Linked DNA regions of Sus scrofa: regions 1 and 3 are each linked to region 2. The links are chromatin contacts, called in public Hi-C and HiChIP or PLAC-seq maps. All regions are on one chromosome and are shown on one strand. The core of a region is the stretch at or near the end of the contact, and the rest is flanking DNA. Distances in the headings are between cores, read along the strand shown. Region 1 holds the start of SNX3 (sorting nexin-3). Region 2 holds the start of SEC63 (translocation protein SEC63 homolog). Region 3 holds the start of AFG1L (lactation elevated protein 1).

Evidence for each region. Hi-C and Micro-C count contacts between places; a contact is called where the count stands out from the background. HiChIP or PLAC-seq counts read pairs in DNA pulled down with a chosen protein or histone mark.
Region 1: a contact with region 2 is called in an H3K27ac HiChIP or PLAC-seq map of alveolar macrophages. The contact joins the promoter of SNX3 here to the promoter of SEC63 in region 2. A contact is called at or near these places in 2 of 47 Hi-C or Micro-C datasets (heart right ventricle and mesenteric adipose tissue) and 2 of 2 datasets of contacts at active chromatin or transcription factors (alveolar macrophages and skeletal muscle).
Region 3: a contact with region 2 is called in a Hi-C map of skeletal muscle, with 3 times the contacts expected there. The contact joins the promoter of AFG1L here to the promoter of SEC63 in region 2. A contact is called at or near these places in 2 of 47 Hi-C or Micro-C datasets (heart right ventricle and skeletal muscle) and 2 of 2 datasets of contacts at active chromatin or transcription factors (alveolar macrophages and skeletal muscle).

What each region holds. Positions count from the first base shown.
Region 1 is chr1:74,348,415-74,351,124 of Sscrofa11.1, reverse strand. It overlaps SNX3 (sorting nexin-3), which reads left to right and starts at 1,390. Exons shown (of 4, transcript XM_021090786.1): 1 at 1,390-2,161. The coding sequence starts at 2,066.
Region 2 is chr1:74,077,243-74,080,276 of Sscrofa11.1, reverse strand. SEC63 (translocation protein SEC63 homolog) reads left to right here and starts at 1,672. Exons shown (of 21, transcript XM_001925479.7): 1 at 1,672-1,991. The coding sequence starts at 1,868.
Region 3 is chr1:74,365,953-74,368,949 of Sscrofa11.1, reverse strand. It overlaps AFG1L (lactation elevated protein 1), which reads right to left and starts at 1,529. Exons shown (of 14, transcript XR_002343776.1): 1 at 1,175-1,529.

The DNA.
Region 1 (2,710 bases), core at 141-2,640, 270 kb before region 2:
CCATCTTTTTACCTCCAGTATCGAAGTGGAAAACACAGAGTTCCCATTGTGGTGCAGTGGAAACGAATCCAACTAGGAACCATGAGGTTGCAGGTTTGACCCCTGGCCTCGCTCAGTGGGTTAAGGATCTGGCATTGCCGTGAGCTGTGTTTTAGATCACAGACAGAGCTTGGATTCAGCGCTGCTGTGCCTTGGGCGCAGGCCAACTCCTAGCCTGGGAGCCTTCATATGCCGCAGGTGTGGCCCTAAAAAGGCCAAAAAAAAAAAAAAAAAAGTGGAAAACACCGAGTAGGCCTTCAATAAATATTTATTGAATGAATGAATGTAGAGTTTTCTTGAAAATAATCTACGTGTTCTTTTTTTTTTTTTTTTTTTTTTTTTTTGTCTTTTGGCCATTTCCAGGGCCACTCCCTCGGCATATGGAGGTTCCCAGGCTAGGGGTCGAATCGGAGCTGTAGCTGGCCTACATCACAGCCACAGCAACGCGGGATCCGAGCCGCGTGTGAGACCTACACCACAGCTCACGGCAACGCCGGATCCTTTAACCCACTAAGCAAGGCCAGGGACCGAACCCATAACCTCATGGTTCCTAGTCGGATTCGTTAACCACTAAGCCACAACGGGAACTCCTCATTTTTTTTTTAATACCAACTGTACTTAGTGTTATTAAGAAGGGCTGCTAATGATTCAGACAACTTTTCAGCTTAAGGGACAGATCAGATTATTTAAAGAGAATGGGTTTTCTGAATCTAACATAAAACACACACACACACACAAAGAGCTGTGATACAACAACATCAAGGGCCATAACTCCCCAGGCAGGGCAGGAATAGACATCTATCCTTCTACCTCAATGCTCAAAGTCTGCATTTATTGGCAATCAACTATGATCTACTTAATTGTTTTGTCTTTTTTTCATTTCTGATAAAGGTTTATCCGAGTTCCACTTCAAATGCTGTACCGATGTTTTATCACCTTAAAAAAAAAAGCTACTGGAGTTCCCATAGTGGCTCAGGGGTTAACAAATCTGACTAGCATCCATGAGGACGTAGGTTCCATCCCTAGCCTTGCTGAGTGGATTAAGGATCTCAAGCCGTGCCATGAGCTGTGGTGTAGGCCAGCAGCTACAGCTCCAATTCCACCTCTCCATGTGCTGCAGGTGCGGCCCTAAAAAAAGCAAAAACGCAACAAAACAAAAACTTACTTAAATTTTGTAACTGAAGGGGGAAAGCTGCAGATCACTCAAACATCAGAAATTCAAGGCAGGCTTCGGCCCATATACTACCTGTTAATTTTAGCCCATCGGTCTCCCAAAACGGTTTGACCGTTGGATATGACGTCATTAAGTTGTTCCCACCTTCAATTTACCAAACCAGACACGTGTCCAGTGAGACTCCAAGTTGATATCAAAATCATCATTTGAGGCATATGTTCAAGGTTATCTAGAAAAGCATTTTCAGTGGTTTATGGTGAGACAGTGGATATGTCGGAATTGAGTTAGCATAGGCAGTTCTGTTCCACTTGCAGGCAAATCTCTTCCATCTCGTTGTTTAACTTGTCTGGCAGCTACCAAGGCCTCTAAGATCGTTTCCGGTGTTCTTCTCACCGTTCCAGGTCTAGGCGGATACATAAAGACAGGAAGCGCCCGCCCCCGCACTCCGGTCCTGGGTCCCATAGCACCTCGGACGCAGCCCAGTAGCGGCGCGCTCGCCCGGTGCATTGTGGGCGCTGTAGTCTGGCCGGAATCTGTTCGCGCCTACAAGACCCGTGACTCTCCTTCTCCGCCGGCGAGCTCGCCGTTCCTCTCCGTGGCTTCCGCTGGGCCTCCCGGCCTCGGGGCGCAGCGTTCCGTCGGGTGGGTTGTTTCCTGCTTGGGCTCAAGAGGCAGCAGCCAGAGCGGCGCGGGGAGGAGCTTCGCGCGCAAGGGTGAACGCCCGCTCTACGTGCTCGTTCGCCTTGCGACCGCTGCGCGCGAGTCCGGTGTCCCCGCGGCGGGCAGCAGAGGCGGCGTCGGTGGATCGCGGAGGGGGCGGAGGGAGTCCGCGGCGGCGGCTACAGCAGCGAAATGGCGGAGACCGTGGCGGACACCCGGCGGCTGATCACCAAGCCGCAGAACCTGAATGACGCTTACGGGCCTCCCAGCAACTTCCTCGAGATCGATGTGAGCAATCCGCAGACAGTGGGGGTCGGCCGGGGCCGCTTTACCACCTATGAAATCAGGGTCAAGGTGAGGCCATCTTTCCCCCCTACAGAGAGACCCCTCCCATAGTTCCCTGGTGCCCCTAGCCTTCCCTGGAGCGCGTCTCCCTAGCGGCCTTGGCTGTTGAGTCCGGGGCTGCTGGCTGACATGGTAGGGCAGTTCTGTCCACGGGCGGGGTCGGGGGCGAGGGCCCCTCTTCGTGTTGGGCTGGCTTGGGAGTTGCAGAGTGACCTGAGCCCCGTGCTGGCACTTGAGGACGGTACGCGAAGAGGGCGTGGGTTGAACGCCGCTTGCCCCTCAGGCAGCTGATCTCGGAATGACATTTGAGTTGGAAAGGGGTAGATCTTTCGAGAACACAGCTCTTCTTTGGGAAGGGAGCTAAATGTGACTGAGAAAGGGGATTTGCTCAAAGTTGAAGCCTTTTCAGTTTTCTTTTCCTGGACACTTTTCTCCGAGGTGGCCAAGCCTAGCTGATTGCTTGAGGCCCTTCCCGAGCTACCAGACTCACCT
Region 2 (3,034 bases), core at 423-2,922:
GCAGAGAAAATGATTTTCTGAAATTTCCCTTCAAAATGGACATCCAAAAGGGAAGAGAGAATATATGTGAATACAATCTATTATGAAGGAAGTCATCACTGATTATGATAAATACTATTTTTGAGGACATGAAATAAAAGATGATGTGATTAGATTTCTCTTCCAGTAATGGCAGGTATATTGAAAGGAGCCTAGTAAATAGACTATATAGCCTTAAAATGTTTTAAAAATAGTGTTATATGTGGTATTTGTTTATATCATTATTTTTCTTTTGAAAAGCATTTTTACTATAGCTCTTTTTATAAATCCTCACAACCACTCTGTGAGTCGGGTGGGCCCTTCCTTTCGGTCTCCTGAGGGTAGATGGAGAAGTTGGGATAGGCCCCTGCCAGGGCTGCCGCGGGACAGTGGGGTCCTTCGCATATCAGGGCACCAGCCCTCCCCGCTCCCAGCTCGGCTGATACCGGCCTCTGGGATCTCACAGTCAGCGAGGGGAGAGGCTGCGGAGAGCGACTGCTCCCCCCGCGGTCCCTCCTCCAACAGCTGAGTCCTGCCCACCTTCTGCAGGGGCGGGGGTGGGGTGGGGTGGCAGCAGTTCTGGGGAGTGTAAGGGTCCGCGATGAGACGGTGGTCGTGGGCACTGGCTTTGTGGCGTCAGAGTGACTGGGTTTGAATTTGAATCTCCAGACCTTTTTTTACGGTGCCTGACTTAAGGCAGTCACTCAATTTCCTCATCTGGAGAGAGGACATCCTTTGATTTATCCCAAGGGGTTCACTGACTTAAAATAGTCAACGATTTAAAGCAATGAAGGTCTTAGTCTACTGCCCCTGCCGAAGAAAATGCTACAAATATTATCAGTTCTGGGATAGGTAGGTCACTATCTCTACTACTTTGGGGCATCTCCAGCTGCAAAATGGGCGCAATGTAGATTGCAGTCTTTTAATGGCACACATTACTTTGCCAACAATCAAACAAACCAGAGAAAAACAAAACCCCTCACCATCCCTCCTCTCCTTCCTGCTCTGGAGCCACTCAGTTTTGACACTTGTTTCCGGGATCTGAAGGAGCTGGATCCTAACCCAAGGAAATATTCTTTTTTACGTTTTTATTTTTTATTAAAGCCGCGTTGATCTACAATTGTGCCAATATCCCTGTACAGCAAAGCGACTCAGTCATATATAAATTCTTTTAAAAATATTGTTTTCCATCACGGTCTACCTCAGGAGATTGTATATCAGTAAACACTGTTATTAACTAGGAAAACAGAAAAGTGAGAAGGCAGGACGGGTGAGGTAGGGATGCCGAACAGGTGAGGCAAGGAAGCCTGAGCTATACTTCGAACAGCGGTGACCCGGACCGCAGTCAGGTGAACCCCGCACGCGTGGTTCGGGAAGCCCGGGATAGGACCCTCGAGACCATAGCGCGACCTGGGGAATGGAAACCGAGAAGGGAGCGAGAGGGACTCTAGAGGAAGGCAGCCGCGGGCCTCTAAGGGAGGAGCTACAGGAACTCGAAGGGCGGGGCTGAGGTTAAGGGGGCAGGGATAAGGGCGGGGCCTCGCGGAATTCTCCGGCTGCGCGCGCCACGTCTCCCTCAGAGAGCGTGTGAGGGAGAGGCTGGAGGGGGTGGAGGGGAGGGAAAAACCGAGAGGGGCGGGAGCTCTGTCTTCTCGCGAGATCGGGAGTCGGCAGCGGCGGTGGCGGCGGCGGTGGCGGCGGCGTGTCCGTGAGAGTAGCGTGGGGGCGGGGAGGAGCGGCGCCGGCGGCGTAGGAGCTACGCCACACCGGGCCGGGGCGCTGGGAGCTGGAGCACAGAGGGGGGTCGTGGCGGTGGCGGTGAGAAGAGGGAGGCGGAGGAGGGGGCGCCATGGCGGGGCAGCAGTTCCAGTACGATGACAGCGGGAACACCTTCTTCTACTTCCTCACCTCCTTCGTGGGGCTCATCGTGATCCCGGCCACATACTACCTCTGGCCCCGAGATCAGAATGCCGGTGAGTCCCGCTGGTAGCTGCCGTGGACCTGCGCAGGCCCCTCCGGCTCTTCTGGGCCGCGCGGCTTTTGCCCGCTCCGGCCCAGCCCAGTCCGCTGCGCTTGGGGTGATACCGCCCGCGCGGCCCGGCCTCGCGTCCAGGCGTCAGCCGCTGGCGGCGCCCGGGCTCAGCTGTGTTTCCCTCCGTGCCTCTCCAGGCTCCTCTCCACCCCCTTCATTGTCCTCCTCTGGAGTTTCGCTTTGCACCCTCTCCTCTATTGTTCTGGCGGCTCCTGGCAGCCTCGTCCAGTCTCTTTGTCTTCTATTCCTCGGCTTTTATGGGGGTATTTTTCTTTATGGAGGGAACAAGATGGCATAGGGAGGATGGGAACTGGAAGATGAGAGTAGAGAGTTGGCTACGGAGGAAGCCGAGCGAGCAGGCTCCACTCTGAACCCTCAGCCCACGGTCCCCTTTCCCCCACACCCCCGTTTGCCTGTTGCAGCTGTCGTTACAGATGTTTTGGGCACAGTCAGAGCTGGGTGGCATCTATAGGACGCCAACTGAGCTCGCCAGCCGCCCCTCCCCCCGTGCCTTTCCCCTATTGCCTTTTCATTTGTTCACTTACACTGCGGGGGTTGGGAGCAATGCTGTTATTCCCCTTAGCAAAAAAACAAAACAAAAAAACCAGGCTTTTCTCTATTTCCTTTTCTTTGGAGTTTCCTGTTTATGGCGGAAAAAGTGCAAGTATGAAGGAAGGATTAAGTCTATAGGTAGTTCATTTGTGAGGTAGCGGGTGCATTTGCTTTTAGTTCTAAATCTTTTCACGTTAAACAACATTGGATTAGAACACAGAATTATATAGATTCTTTTCAAGGCATTTTATGTTCGGATTGTTTGGATTCCATTTGTTGCACGCCGCTAGGACGTATGGCAGGTGATATTCTTAAAACTGATGCTGGAACTGCAAGGCCCTAATAGGTTGTTTTATGGTAGCGTTAACAGTAACGAGTAGGTTTTGAGTAAGAACAACCTTAGGAAGGTTTTCTTATTCACAAAAGCGTGCT
Region 3 (2,997 bases), core at 280-2,779, 290 kb before region 2:
AAATACATAAGAAACAAGTATTAGGAGTTGCCTCTGGAAAGGCAAACTGAGTGACTATGGAATAGGAGTGGAAAAAAGTCAACGCTTTACCATATTCTTTCTTTTCCCTTTTGAATTTTGTAGCATTTGCTTGAATTGTCTAGTTCAAAATTTAACAATAGTTTATATTATGATGGAAATCTCATGCTACCAAAATATTCCATTATATAAGTGGATTACACTAAACTTTGCAGAAAAACCTGTAGTCACAGTTCTAGCATCAATTTCAACTTTATCGACTATAACAATCAAAGACTGATAGTTTTAGCTAAATTAGCCAATGCGAATCATTTTAAGATGTATGGGGAGGGATGCCTGAAGATTTAAAAAAAATTTAAAAAAAGGAAAGCGTTCAAGAATTTGGATGAGTGAGCAATAAGAATAATGTTATTCGTTCAAAAACATATCTGCCCATCAGGCACCAAACACTGTGCTAAGTGCTGAAGAACCAATGACACCTGGTCCTTGCCATTGAGTAGCCCTGATTTAGTGGGAGTATATGAATAGAGCAGTAAAATTATCACTCCTGTGGGCTTGATTACTCAAAATATAGGTTCATTCATTTGGAAACACGTAACAATTTGAATGAATGAATGAATATATGAAGCAAGCCTGGTGACAAAGTGACCTTGCTGAAGCCTCTAGTAATTTGAAAAGAACAAAAAGAATCAATCTCTCAGTCTGGGAATGCTCGGACACTTGCACTCCCAGAAGCCAGAGAGCCAAAAGGGCCTGCAAGCGTCAGAGGCTTGGCTTTTAGGTACAGTCCCAGGTCAACAGGAAAGGCGCAGGATGAAGAGTCCCCAGGCCTTAACCTGACACTTGGCATCCTTTCAAGCCAGGTACTCCCCCACTTGGGCTTACAAGGTCTCAACTTTCTAACATGTGGGAGGGAACGAACCCTGAGTCGACCTCTGAACCCTCAAAATGAAGGTCACTCTCAGCCACCTCCCTCAGTGCCCAGGGCTCCTTCATCAGCAGACTGTAACAGAAAATGCAAGAGAGCATGAAACTCCTCTCGAGAAAACCTCTCGAAAATTATGAACCAAGTAGGCGCTCGGGCAGCTCGAGGAGTGAGGGTGACTGCCCCGGTCCTATGCAGTCGGCTCGGCCTACTCCAGGCACAGTCACTGACCTTTACAGAGAGAGTTTCCAGGGGCGGTGGCCGGAGGGGCGAGAGCAGCGGCCCAGGCCCTGCACCCAACACATCTCCCTCTCAACCGGCTCTGCGCTAAGCGGAGGGTAACCAAGGGCGACCAGGAGGCCGCCATCTTGAGCTCCGTACAAGGGGAGCAAAAGGAAAACTTTATTGAAACCCAGAAGAAAGACGGTAGCACCGACAAATCCTGCAGTGCTCACAGAAGGCTCCGCCCGTGAGAGAACGAAAGAGAGAAGCGGAAAAAACGCAAGCTCAAGTAGCTAGGGGGCGGGCTGACTCCCATGCCCTCTGATCTCTCTTCCAGAGCAGACACTTGCAACTACGACTCCCAGCATGCAGTGCGGTGGCGCCGAAGGCGGTGCGGGGCAGGCAGCTCTGGGCTTGGGGGGAGGGGCACTTCTCCGCCCAGCGAAGGCAGCCGAGGATTCCACAACACTTTCAAGGAATTGGAACGGGATTACGACGTGTAAAGTAACCCCCCCTGAGCCTTTTAGGTTAGCATACCTGACTGAGACTCCAAAACCTAAATAAAATGTAAGTTTTTGCACAGCAAAGGAAACCATAAACAAAACAAAGAGACAACCCACAGAATGGGAGAAAATATTTGCTAATGAAACAACTGATAAGGGATTAATCTCTGAAATATATAAACACCTCCCGCAGCTCAATATCAAAAATCCAAAACAACCCGGTCAAAAAAATGGGCAAATGTAAATAGACATTTCTCCAAATGAGACATACAGATGGCCAAAAAACACATGACAAGATGCTCAACATCACTAATTATTAGAGAAATGCAAATCAAAACTACAATGAGGTACCACCTTACACTAGCCAGAATGGCCATTATCAAAAAGTTTACAAATAATAAATGCTGGAGAGGGTGTAGAGAAAAAGGAATCCTTTTACACTGTTGATGGGAATGTACACTCATGTAACCACTATGGAAAACAGTATGGAGGTTACTCAAAAAACAAAAAATAGAACTACCATATGATCCAGCAATCCCACTCCTGGGCATCTATCAAGAGAAAACCATAATTTGAAAAGATAAATGCACCCCAATATTTATTGCAGCACTATTACAATAGCCAGACATGGAAGCAACCTAAATGTCCATCAACAGAGGAATGAATAAAGAAGATTTGGTACATATATGCAATGGAATATTACTCAGCCATAAAAAAAAGAACAAAATAATGCCATTTACAGCAACATGGATGGACACAGAAACTATCGTTCTAAGCCATACAGTGAAAGGCAAACATCATATGAAATCACCTTTATGTGGAATCTTAAATAAAGGGGGGGAGGTACAAATGAACTTATTTGCAGAGCAGAAACGGTCTCACAGACTTTGAAAAACTTATGATTACCAAAGGGGACAGGTTGAGGAGTGGGAGGGATGGACTAGGAATTTGGGATTGGCATATGCGCACTGAGGTATATGGAAGGACTGGCCAATGGGGACCTGCTATATAGCACAGAGAACTCTACCCAGTATTCTGTGATAATCTATGTGGAAAAAGAATCCGAGAGAGAATGAATCTATGTATATGCGTGACTGGATCACTTTGTTGTACAGCAGAAATTATCACAGTCTTATAAATTAACTATAGTTCAATAAACCTAAAAAAACAATCAAAATAAAAAGTGGAGGATCCATTGGGCCCTCATATTTTAACAAAATATTGGTTACATCCCTAAGTGGTAGCCCCAGTTTGCCTCCAGTGTCCAGCTCATCTTTGGCAGAGTACCTGAAAAGTGCTATCACCTTTGTTTTCTGTAATGTAAATAAT